Linked DNA regions of Mus musculus: region 2 is linked to region 1. A link is a contact called in public HiChIP or PLAC-seq data. All regions are on one chromosome and are shown on one strand. Each heading gives the region's core, a stretch centred on a gene start, on an enhancer-like site or on the middle of the called end of the contact. The rest is flanking DNA. Distances are from core to core; before and after follow the strand shown. Region 1 overlaps Magi3 (membrane associated guanylate kinase, WW and PDZ domain containing 3). Region 2 has its middle 18 kb from the start of Gm5546.

What was found. HiChIP or PLAC-seq counts read pairs in DNA pulled down with a chosen protein or histone mark.
Region 2: a CTCF HiChIP or PLAC-seq map of the NIH/3T3 cell line shows a contact between it and region 1, with 10 read pairs. The contact joins two enhancer-like sites. A contact is called at or near these places in 1 of 39 promoter capture datasets (liver), 2 of 15 datasets of contacts at CTCF or cohesin (the NIH/3T3 cell line and pro-B cells), 2 of 484 Hi-C or Micro-C datasets (3T3-L1-derived adipocytes and muscle stem cells), 1 of 115 datasets of contacts at active chromatin or transcription factors (cardiomyocytes) and 1 of 9 other capture datasets (embryonic stem cells).

What each region holds. Positions count from the first base shown.
Region 1 is chr3:104,090,787-104,097,243 of GRCm38.p6, reverse strand. It overlaps Magi3 (membrane associated guanylate kinase, WW and PDZ domain containing 3), which reads left to right. Exons shown (of 21, transcript NM_001159354.1): 3 at 2,060-2,179. Among named protein-coding and RNA genes, the nearest start is that of Phtf1os, 130 kb to the right of the region's middle. Within about 2 kb of position 4,248, at least 44 of the 459 cell types and tissues checked have an H3K27ac peak or open chromatin away from gene starts, as enhancers often do. A contact at or near this core is called in the NIH/3T3 cell line, where this site is marked.
Region 2 is chr3:104,338,655-104,345,128 of GRCm38.p6, reverse strand. No RefSeq gene overlaps it. Among named protein-coding and RNA genes, the nearest start is that of Gm5546, 18 kb to the left of the region's middle. Within about 2 kb of position 2,803, at least 19 of the 459 cell types and tissues checked have an H3K27ac peak or open chromatin away from gene starts, as enhancers often do. A contact at or near this core is called in the NIH/3T3 cell line, where this site is marked.

The sequences.
Region 1 (6,457 bases), core at 2,999-5,498:
CCCCAATTGAAAAGTTTTGTGCACCAGGTTTTGATCATATTTACTCCTCTCTCTTACCTCTTAAGCAGATTTATCCTCACCTCCTTTCTCTGCTCACCCAATTTTGTATCTTTTTCCCCCCATCAAGGTCAATTTGTGCTGCACAAATATTCTTGGATGTATGGTATTTCCCTGGAGTACTGTCAGCTTACCAGGGGTTACATGCTAAGAAAATGGTTCTCAACCTGTGGGCCATGACCCAAAGAGGGGGGGGGGGTCCGCACATCAGATATCCTGCACATCATAGTTATGGTTGGTAGTCACCACAATATGATAAACTGTATTAAATGATTGTAGCTTTAGAAAGATTGAGTTAAACAAAGTAGAGATTAGCTTTGAACATAGAAAATTTCTTATTAAGTGATTGGGGCAAAGATAGAATTCTAATGTGCCGAGGAGAAAATGAGAGGAGGTAGAAACTGAGGTAACAGACCTCTTTTCTTTGTAAAAAGGAAAAATACATTATGTAACTTGCACACAAAAAATGTAGAGAGAATATCAAGAAACTAAAGACATTTTTTGAGATAATAAAAACAAAAGGGTAAGAGAAAAAAGGATTGATTTTTTTTTTTTAATCTTTATGGGAAAAAGCTAGAGTTTATAGTAATTTGTGATGAGAATTACCACTAAAGCCATTTTCTTAGCAATATATGTTTTGGAATCCTATAACATACATGTCTATTAGTAGGAAGGATTATCTTGTCCTGCACCACTTTGTAGAAAGATAGTGAATCCCAGATAAGTTAAAAGGCTTTTCTAAATCAGACCGTAGACTATAATAATTTCAGACTAAAGGGAAGTTCTTCCTGCCCCTTTGGTTGGTGCTGTTCTTATGGTATTATTTACAAAATGATTTGCCTATGAATTGAATTTTATATAGACATTATATTTTATAGGAGAGTTCATTTGCACATCCTGTTAGGCTTTGCTACGTAACAAATTGTCTTAAAATTCTGTGGCTTAAAATAGCCATCATGTGCTGTTTGCCATGGCTTTGTGAGTTGTCTGGGTTTAGCTGGATCACTTGTGTGACAGTCAGTGACAGCTTGACTGGGAGGAGAAGCAGGATGGCTCCACCCTTATGTCTGGGAGCCTGGTGCTGTTTGTTGGCTGGAGCTCTCACTACTCAAGGGTCGAGACGACATTCCTTGCATAGTAACAAGAACATTCTAGAAGGATGGGAGATGGAAATATAGACTTCAAAACTTGCACAGCATGCTTACCACTGAATTAATAAAAGAATTAAAATAATTAGGCTGAAGGGAGCAGGTCCACCTTTTAATGAAAAGAGGTGTATGTATTTGTAACCATGGAATTTCCCACTTAAATAGAAAATTTTAAGATGTAATTTTAACTATTCAACTTCCTAGCAACTTTCTACTTAATATAAAGCAAAAAGGCTGCTGATTGTAGGAATCTTAGTTCAGCATATGAGAAACAAAATTTTTGATAATCAAAATAATTATACTAAAAGAAGAAACTATATGTTGAAACATTTGTATCCTTTTTTTTTGTATGCTCTAAAACAAAAATGCTGTATTCAGTAAATCACTGCACAGAATGTTGATGTAGCTATAATTTTCTCAGCCTATTATTTTTATCATCATCATCATCATCTTTCTGGATCAGTTTTTCATGTGCATGCTTGCTCTCTTGCTTTCTCACTCTCTCTTTTCTCTCTCTCTCGCTCTTATACACTTATACACACACACACACACACACACACACACACACAATTAAAAGTTTTAAAATAAAATCTTTTAAAAAAAAAAACTGTATGCCAGGAAATTAAGTCCTTAGTAGTACTAAACTTACTGTAGAGTTTTTATAGATATGGATTTTATTACTATTTTATTCAAGTGTATTTCTCCTATAGTTATTATGATACTTTAATACATCAGATACAATGTATTAAATAACTTGTCTTCCTTGTAGTCTTCTTAGACTGAACTTTATAGCATTCTGAGTACTTGTATTTTAAAAAGTATTTTACAAGTATTTTTTTTTCTTCTCTCCTTAGGCACTACAAGGGCTCCCAGGGATGGGGAAGTCCCAGGGGTGGATTATAACTTCATTTCTGTTGAACAATTCAAGGCACTGGAAGAAAGCGGAGCATTGTTAGAAAGTGGAACGTATGATGGTATGTCCCCAAATATGAAAACTACCTCCAGATAACCAGAATCATTTCAGAGGGAATTTCATCAGTAAATTCAATTTTTAAAAAGTTATTTGGAAGGACTAGGGGGATGGATTAACATTTAAGAACACTGGCTGATCCTTCCTCCAAAAGACTTGCTTCTGATTTCTGATGTTTAGCAGCTGTTAAACTTCAATTACACGGGATCCAGTGCCCTCTTCAGACCTCTGTGGGCACTGCACACATATGGTACACAAATATACATGAGGCAAAATAACTGTATGCATAAAATAAAGTTGCCAGGCAGTGGTGGCTCATGCCTTTAATGCCAGCACTTGAGAGGCAGAGGCAGGCAGATTTCTGAGTCTGAAGCCAGCCTGGTCTACAGAGTGAGTTCCAGGACAGCTAGGGCTACACAGAGAAATCCTGTCTCGAAAAACAAACAAAAATAAAAAATAAAAAAGTAAAAATAAAATAGAATAAGTCTTAAGACATTATTTGAAAATGTGATTTTCTTTTGATTAGGGAATTCCTAATTTAACAATTAGATGGAATTAGACAATAACCAAAAGCATTACATTACATTAAAAAATTCATTGTGAACAATAAACTGAAAATTAACCAAACTGGCAAGTTTACATATTTCAAAACAACTCACCATCATCATCTAAACCCAACAAGTGCTTGTTGATGGCTTTCTGTCCATGGCTGGAAGTCTAAAGTCCATAAACATTGAAAAGCCTGTGTGTACCTTAAAATCTTGCAGAAAAGGAAGTATAGATTGAGGGATAGCATCAGTAATTGATTTTCATATCTGTTTCCTGTACCCATTTGTTTCCCTGAAGTACAAACTGAAGATCAGTTTCAATTCTTAAATGATTCCATGTTATGTACTTTAAAAAAAAAAAAAAAAAAGAACACACTTTTCTCTTGGCAAGCTTATCCACTCCCATAGCACCTTAAATTTTTTCATCGTGTCTTTTTCTGCTTTTATAAGGATGCCTTTCACAACTTCTGTGTAGTAAAGATAATGCCTTTCTTACTTTATGCTGTCTTCAATGTATAGAGATGATGTTCAGTAAAGACCCTTGAATGCATCTCATTTACATGCATGCTTGTGCATGAGTGCAAATATTTGTTTCACTTCAGTTACCACACGTGGTCATTTCTTCCTGATAGCCACTTCCATGGTTTTCTTCTCACTGCCACATTGTAGGTCCTTTATTGAGTTCATTATAACATTGTAGGTCCTTTATTGAGTTCATTATAACATTGTAGGTCCTTTATTGAGTTCATTGTAACATTGTAGGGCCTTTATTGAGTTCATTGTAACATTGTAGGGCCTTTATTGAGTTCATTGTAACATTGTAGGGCCTTTATTGAGTTCATTGTAACATTGTAGGTCCTTTATTGAGTTCATTGTAACATTCTAGGGCCTTTATTGAGTTCATTGTAACATTGTAGGGCCTTTATTGAGTTCATTGTAACATTGTAGGGCCTTTATTGAGTTCCTCACAACATTGTAAGTCCTTTATTGAGTTCATCATAACATTGCAGGGCTTTTTTTTTTTTTTTTTTTTTTTTTTTTTTTTTTTTTTTGAGACAGCGTTTCTCTGTGTAGCCTTGGCTGTCCTGGAACTCACTTTGTAGACCAGGCTGGCCTCAAACTCAGAAATCCTCCTGCCTCTGCCTCCCGAGTGCTGGGATTAAAGGCATGCGGCTGTAGGGCCTTTATTGAGTTTGTCATAACATTGTAGGGCCTTTGTTGAGTTTGTCATAACATTGTAGGTCCTTTATTGAGTTCATTATAACATTGTAGGGCCCTTATTGAGTTCATTATAACATTGTAGCTCCTTTATTGAGTTTATTATAACATTGTAGGGCCCTTATTGAGTTCATTATAACATTGTAGGGCCTTTATTGAGTTCATCATACTATTGCAGTTGGTCTCCCCCTCTCTAGCCCCGCTTCAGTGTCTTGCTTTGTTAGTTCCATCCTGCCCCTTGCTACAGTACTGGGCTTCCTCAGGCTCAGCTCTGATACTTCCGATCACATCCCTTTCTTATTCAGAACGTTGAGTCATTTCCTTCCTGCCTATAAACTTTGACCTACTTTTTCTGGCCTCAGCTCACATGAATCATCCATTCATTTAAAAATTGATTAGATCATGTTTTATTTATTCAGCAACCACTTGACAAGTACGTACTATATGCCAAGTCTTGTAAGAGACCCAGGAATACTGTGGTGAACAAGATCAAAATGCTATTGCTTTAATAAATTCTGTATTTTAGTAGGGAAGGTCGTGAAAATTAAATTAAGAATAAACTGAGATGCTACAAAGGAAACAAAACAACAAATTTAGAGAAAAACAATAGGAATATAATTTTTGCCAAGTGAAGACATCTCAAAGGGATGGACAAGCTAATTTGTTTTCACCTTTTTTCATATAACGTTTTTATGGGAACATCTATGGGAATTTCACATCATGTACCTGACCATACGCAGTCCATCTATGTGTGCCCCTCCACCCTGTGACATCCCCCCAAAAGTAAAAATTAAAATAAATAAATAACCCCAAGTCCAGTAAAGATCTGGCCTGCTTCATGAATTCTGCGTCATCCTTGCACGGGGCCATGCTAATCTCTGTGCGGCTACAGTTTCAGTCTGTGTGCTGCCGAGGCCAGCACTTGTTCTCACTTTTATTCCGATAGCTTACCTCTTATATTTAACTTTCTTATTCGTTTATATATGTTCTTACAAAAAGTTTATTGTACATTTTGCACATATTTATTACTTATATGATCTCTGTTTTTTGTCTCATTTCATTCTCTATTGTCTTTACATATTACTATAGCTTTTAGATTACTCCTTGTTATTACTATCCTATATTTATCTGAATTCATTACGTTTAATTCTTACAGTATGCCATATTTGAGTATTACATTTTATTTCATCTCTCCTTACTTGTAGAGGACATTTACTCAGCTTGATGAAGTAGTTTTGAATAGTTGTCTGTTTTCATTCCTCACACCAGAGCACAGGGGTTCTTGTTTGATAAGTTTACAAACATAATGGTTCTAGAAGTAGACCTGTTTCAAGGAGAAAAATAAAAGCAAATACAATTACAATAAAGTATAAAAGAACATGTTTATAATCCTAGTACTTGGGAGATAAGAGGTAGCAAGATCAGGAATTCAATCTTAGCCTCAAATAAGATCCTCTTCTCAAAAACAGAGATCCCAGCATGATACTATATACCTGTAGTCCTAATCCCCATACTTTGGAAGCAGAGGTAGGGGCAGAGGCGGGGGCAGGGGCAGAGAGGCAGTGGCAGATGGATCTCTGGAAGTTAGAGGCCAGTCTGGTTGGGTTAGGGAGATGTGAGAAAATTCTGCTAAATATTGATTTTAAAAGAGAAATCTAATACCTAGAGGATATAAATATTCCTATATTCATATAAGCAAACATGTTTATGACATATATAACTCTACTATTATTCAGATATTACTATCTACAATTTCATGTTTGCAATATTTATAGTTGATAGCTCTATAAATTAAAAGGTTTTTCTTAATTAAAAGAAAAGCTTTTAGATTAAAAAATATCCATTTGCCTGCCTGCATGTATGTATGTATGTATGCATGCATACCTTGTTCATGCCTTGTAGACATTTTATGAATGGTAGTAAGCTACCATGTGGGTGCTAGGAATTGAACCTGGGTCTTGAGCAAGAGAAGCAATTGCTTTTAACTGCTGAGCCATCTCCCCAGCCCTGGGAAGGCCTTTTTAAAAGAAGGGCACTATTTAAAAAATTATTAGGAAACCCCCAAACCTATCTGTGACTAGATAGCAATTTGTACTCTGCATTTTCCCTTAACTTTTCCTTAAGTATATGTTAATTTTTCTACATTTAGTTAACTGAGAATTTACAGTAAAATGTAGTTCTGTTGATACTATCATTCCCTAAAACACATGTACTTGTTTCTATTTTGGGTGATCCAAATCCTTGATAGTGTGACTACTGAGCTTTAAAACGGGAAAATAGCTGGGTATGGTACTGTCTGTCTTTAATTCCAGAAGAGGCACTGGCAGATAAATCTCTGTGGTTTGAGAATAGCCTGGGTATACAAGTGAGTTCCAACACAGCCAAGGCTACACAGTGAGTTTCTGTCTATACAATATGATAAAATGGGGAAAAATTGAGATTATGGTACATCTTTTCCCCCAGCCAAACTCTGCTTACAGTATTAAGTGTTTTGCTCGGAAGATAATGAATTAGCT
Region 2 (6,474 bases), core at 1,554-4,053, 250 kb before region 1:
CCAGATCAGGTAGTTTGACAGGGAGCTGGTTCCATACCTGCCGTTCTCAATTCTAAAATTCCCCAGGGGTTGAGCCTGCTCAACCTCACAGTTCTTCTGTCTGGCGACACAGTCCACTTGCCCCACAGTCTTAGTTGGGGTTTCCATTGCTGTGAAGAGACACCATGACCATGGTGACTCTTATAAAGTAAAATGTTTAATTGGGACTGGCTTACAGTTTCAGAGGTTCAGTCCATTATCATCATGACGGGAGGCATGGCAGTTTGCAGACAGACTTGGTGCTGGAGGAACTGGGAGTTCTACATTTTGATCTGAAGGCAGTCAAGAGAGAGTGTCTCTTCCACTTGAGCAGTAGAGCTTGAGCACTAGGAGCCTTCAAAATCTGTCTACACAGTGACACACTTCCTCCATCAAGGGCATGCCTCCTAATAGTGCTGCTTCCCATAGGCCAAGCATACTCAAACCACTACATAGATATACAAAAAATGGTGAAGGTACCACTGAGTTACCCTACCTCAGCCCCAGGCCATTACTTGTAAATCATCGTATGGGTGCTGGGGATTGAACTCAGGACCTTACCCTTGTATGGCAGACACTTTACCAATGGATCCTTTCTCTACCTTCTAAGCCCTGGGATTATGTCATACATTATAGGCAAGCGCTCTACCAACTGAGCTACATCCACACCCTAAACTCTTGAATAACATTTTTAGTGAGTCTGGAGCTCTGTGTCTTGGGAAAGAAGACCAGGATTAAAGTGCCACTTTCTTCAAGTTCTATCAAGGGTCCATACTATTAATGTGACCTACTGCTATTGATTTTTTAAAAATAAAATTTGAAGTTGGCCTACAAAATAACATGTCTTGTTTCTGTAAAACAGTGAGTTTTGTTATAGCATCTGTGTGTGTGTGTGTGTGTGTGTGTGTGTGTGTGTGTGTGTGTGTATGTGTGTGTACTTTGTTTAATTTCATTCCTTTACCTCCAGGGCTCCTCTCCCCAGCTGGTTCCCTTCCTTTCTACACATTGTCACCCCTTGAACTTTCATATCACATGTATTCAAATTCCCTAACACCCTCTTTTCTCACCTCTGATGCTAACATCAACCCCCTCACTGAGTAGCGCTTGTCAGATTTCGCTGCTCATTTTCCTTCCTCAGGGCATCCATGGGAAGATGAGGTCACTATGTAGAGTCCTCAGCTAAGGGGTTCATCTCTTCAGGGCTGGAGACTCACACAGATTGCTTAGAATGGGAAACCCTTTCCTTTATGTTTATTTATTTATTAAAATTGTATGTCTGTGTGGCAAGATGGTTCAGTGGGTAAGGGTGTTTTCTGTCAAACCTGGTGACCTGAGTTTGATCCAAGAATCCATGAGGTGGAGAAAGCCAAGTCCTGCAAGTTGTTCTCTGATCATGCTCATAACACATGCATGCACACATACACATACACACACACCCAAATAAACAAAAAAAACAGTTTAATTGTTTTTTTTTCAACATATACTCTAATGTATTAATTGAAGCTTGCAGTTACTATGCAGGTTTGACCTCTGGGAGCTTTTCAGTTTGTCTCTTGTCCCTTAGATATATCTCCATAATGTCTTTTAAAAATAGCACTTTCTTACTCTCTGTCACTGTCAGATGTGCTGGGACTGTCTTCTGCATTTCTTGTCCCATTAGAACCTCTGAGAAGCCCTGGTTCCTTTGATTGGAGAATGGTATTAGACACTGTGATCTGAATGGTCTGTTGCTTGTTGCTATGGGGCCCAACATAACACGGAAAGAGAGGTCTGTGCAGCAACCTGTGTGCAGACCCAGTGGTGGATATTTCTATGCATGCCCATCCCTGTCTATATTAAGCTAAGCTTGAGTTCACAGGAGCAGCTCTAGCTCCAGGCTGTCTCCACATGAATCCTTCTGGCCTCCTCTAGCTCTAGCAGGGAGGCCTCTCCACGCTGCTTACAGAACTGTTCAAGCTTTGCCATTTATGTTTGCTTGTTTGTTTGTTTTTAATGTTTTCTTTCATGTTTTAAAAGCTACATTTATTTATTCTCTCTGTGTGTGTATGTGTGTGGGTGTGTGCATGCCACAGCACACATGTGGACAACAGAGCAAAATGGGTGATACTTGGTTCTCTTTGTCCACCATGTAGGTCCTGGGGATTGAAATCAGGTCATCAAGGCTTGGTGGCAAGGGCCCTTACACACTGAGCCATCTTACTGGTCCCTTAATTTTATTTTGAACTGGATAAGATAATTGATTCTAATAAAATAATTATAAAAAATAAGTTAGGACTATAAACTATAAAAGGATGTATTGGGGCAGATCTCACCACCCCTCCCCCACCTTTCCCTTCATACATAACACTTTTCATTATTTTACAGTTTAATCTTCCATTATTTCCTTTTGAAAATATAAGCGAATAGGTAATTACATCCACTCGATTCTTGCACAAATGATGTCTGCCGTTTGCGTTTTCCTTCACTTTGCTTTGTCCACTCAGCAACAGATCCTGAAGAGCGTTCAGGACAGCCAGGAGTAATCGCCCCTCATTCCTGTCAGGAGTGATCGCCCCTCATTCCTGCCCAGGCCCCTTTGATATGGCTGCTCTGCAGTGATCTAACCAGGCCTCTATTGATTGACACTGGGTTTCTTCAGACTTGCTTTCATAAATAGCACAGCGAGAATAGCTTTGAACATGCAGCACTTGGGATTCTTGCCAGTGCATCTTCAGGATGGATTCCCAAAAGTGAGATTACTGGGCCAAAAAGAATGTATGTGTAATACCGTTAGATGCTGCCAAATTTTTCTCTGTAAGGGCTGCATCATTTACATCCCCATCGGCAGCATGAGAAAGGTTCCTTCCCATACAGCTTTGTCCAAATGTGGCCCTGTGTTTGGATGTTTGCTTATCTGACAGGTAACAAATAGTAACACAAAGAGATTCTATTAGTCAGTCTGTCTGTCTGTCTATCTACCTATCTATATCAATCTCTGTTTCTACATACTTATCACTTATCTTCTTATCTATCATTTATCAGTTATCTATCTACTTGTATCTTCTACCTTTTATTTGTCTATCATCAATTTAATAATAGAATTAATCTGTCATTTGTAATTGATCTTTTCTCTATATGCTTACAATATATCTTCTATTAATCTGTCACCTATCTATCTATCTATCTATCTATCTATCTATCTATCTATCTACCTATCTATCTTCCCATACCTCTTATGACAGTGAGGTCAAACACCTTCTCTATTATTTAAGTGCCATGTATGTGTTTCTTAGTTTGTGAGCCCCCCCGCCCCCCCCCCCCGCCCCCGCTTTCTGGCTTGAGAGCCACTGCCGTGACAAATGCAAGAAAGTATGGAAAGCCAGTCTCTCTCTGGAAGGAATGCTTGGAGCTCTCACAAGACAACAGAAATGCACAGCACGCACTCAAGTTTTAAAGTTCTGGGACAAATGAAATGTTTAGGCAGCTCAGAGAAAAAAAGACAACTGTAAAGTAATTAGGGAAAACTCCGCGGAGGAGGGGTTTGAGTTGGGATTTGGAAGATATCTGGGGTAGCAGAATCAGGGAGACAGGGAAGGCTGGAGTAGCAAGTCCTAGTAAGGTGCAAGGGAAGGAACTACTTCCCTTTAGGCTTCCTGGGCTCCATCGCAGCCTCCTTGGTCAGCTGGTTTCATCGTTTTCAGCTGTGCAGCCAGGGAGGTAATAATAACATCTATCTCAGAAGGCTTTTGTGAGAACTGATACAGCCTCCTCCTGTATCTGCAGAGGATTGACCCCATGACTGCTGATGCTGAAGTCCCTGGGAGGGGATGGTGGTGGAGTTGCCATTGTGTGCTCCATGCCACCCTACCCATCAGATTAAAACCACCTCAAGATGACTTGTACTGCAGAATACAAGTAAACGCTGCACAAACAGTTGCTGGACTCTCTTGTTTAGGGAATCAGGACAGTGGAGAGAGGCCGTGAGTGCTCAGTGCAGATGAGATTTTTTTTTTTCCACGTATCCAATTCTCAGTTGGTTGAAGCCACAGATGTGGAACTCATGAATACAGAGGGTTGACTGTATAATGTTGGCTGAATCGTTGTTGTTATTACAAAGCACAGGGGACTGCCTGATGGAAGTCAGATATTCTGTTGGAACTGAGAAAGATTCTAATGAAAATAGAGATGAGCTTGAGTAAGGGACAGCATCAAACTCTGTACTTAGGGGTGTGGGCAATCTCAAGGGCATGGCAGAGGCCTGGAGGGAAGTACATAAAGGGGACAACTTAAGGAGGCTTTTTAAATCTGTTGCTCCCAGAAAGCTGCACAAGGGGACTCCTGAATTGGTATCAAGAAGAGACTTTATTTTAAACTTTTACCATCCTTTTAAAATGGGGAAAGTCTCTTTCTGCTCAGTAATTAATTAATTCAGTAATTAATATTGTTCAAGACCAGCGTAAAATGGTCAGAATTAAAATGTCAGAGCCTAATCTCGTCCTGTCTAGTGTTTTCTCAGGATGGGGGCTGGGCATGGAGAAGGTGCTTGTGGCTTCTCTCTTACTGTGGCCTCCTCTTCCTCTTTTCTTCCCTCCACCAGACTGTGAGTTTTGACTTTTCTGTGACCAAGGGTGGCAGCTAAAGGGAGCAGGAAGTGCTTATTTGATGAATGCTGTTCTAAGAGGGTATCACAATTTGGTGACCTGTTTTAAAGCTAACTTAGTTCTGGGCTCTTTGGTGGTTTTTTGAGAGGCTCAATAGCATTTTGTTTTCTAATTATCTATTTGTTTTTGAGACAGGGTCTCACTGTGTAACACTGGCTGATCTGGAACTTGCTCTGTAGACCAGGCTGGCCTCATTCACAGAGATCTGCCCAGCTCGTGCTGGGATTAAAGGCGTGCTATCCCATCCAGCCAACAACACTGTGTATGTGTAGTTGAGGCAACTTCCTCTGCAAGACCCCAGCCCCAGCCCTGGTTTTCCAAAAGCTTTTTCTACAAAGACCTCCTGGTAGTCTTTTTAGGAAGGCCTCAAAATGGATCCAGGCCACCCTTGTCCTTACACAATTTAGTTCAGCTGTATGGGAATAAGAGTCTTTGTAGTACAAAAAGCAAGCACAGGCTGCCCAGTGCAATCACTGCCCCTTTAGACTTCAGACTTAGTCTTCAGAATATCCTGACAGCTCATCATTACCTTTTAGATTCCCCAAGCAGTGAGACACCAGTCTGTGGTATCTTCCAGACAGTCCATTTTTCAATTGCTATAATAAAAGCATCACAGGCTGGGTACTCTTTAAAGAAAAGAGGTTAACTCAGCTCACGGTTTCGGAGGTTGGTGTCATCCATCACAGGCTCCTTCCCACCAGAGGCCAAACTGAAGGGAATCAGTGATTGGGGTTCTACGAGAACTGTGCTGATTCCTTCCCAAGGGCTACCAAGGGCCGGACTCCCAGTGACCTACCTACCTCACCCTAGACACCCTGCGTTCCGGTGTGAGCATCAAACTTCTCAAGTGTTGCCCTGGAAGCTCGTGTGTCTTGAGGTGAGAGCAGAGGTATAATGTTCACCTTCTTTGGGCCAGGGTCCCTCGTTAGCCTGAAGGTAGCCGAGTAGGCTAGGGTCACCTTGAGGATTTTTCTGTCTCTGCCTTTCCAGCACTAGGTTTACAAAGCCACCACACATGGAATTTCTACATGGGTTCTGGGTATCACACTCAGACTCTTATGTTTCCAGGCAAGTACTTTGCCAGCTAACTATATCATCTCCCCAGGCCCCTGATTCTTTAACATTATACATGTGGGATCCTCTTGGAAACTTAAGAATATTTTGGCTACTTAAAATACTTGCAAAGTAGTGTTTTTAAAAAGTATTCCCCTGTTATCTGCCTTAGAAAACTGAGACCAAAGAGTCTTAACTTTAGTGTCCTATTAGATAAAGCACAGAGCCTTGCCCTCTGTCATTAATGAGGAGAGCATTAGGAAGATGGATCTGGCTGTTTGTAATGATAGGCTGGTATGAGGCGGAAGGAAAACCAGTTTAAATCTGCCATGATCCAGAAATAACAACAACAACAATAACAAAAAAGAGTAAATTAATCACAGGAGAGAACATCCAGAAGAACGTAAGTCTCCCTTGTAAGGGATAGAGGAGGGCTTTGGAGTAAGTGGTCAAATTTTCAGAGAAGCAGTTTAGGACTCATTATAAGACCTTTCTGATCTCAGTAGACTGGTAGGTTGTCCTTGTAAGGAGAACCCATCATTAAGGGTGTGTAGAAGAATACTCTCTAAACACTAGGCTTTCCCACCCCAGGCTTCCCCATCTCAGGAGATTACATCTCTAGCTAATCACCACTTGAGCCACAACCTAGGAGTCATTCTCGATTCCTCCTCTTTCCTTTATGCCCATATCCAATCCATTCTCAAACACTATCGTGTCGGCCTCATAGGTAATCACACATATGACTGTCCACTTGTCTCCCTCT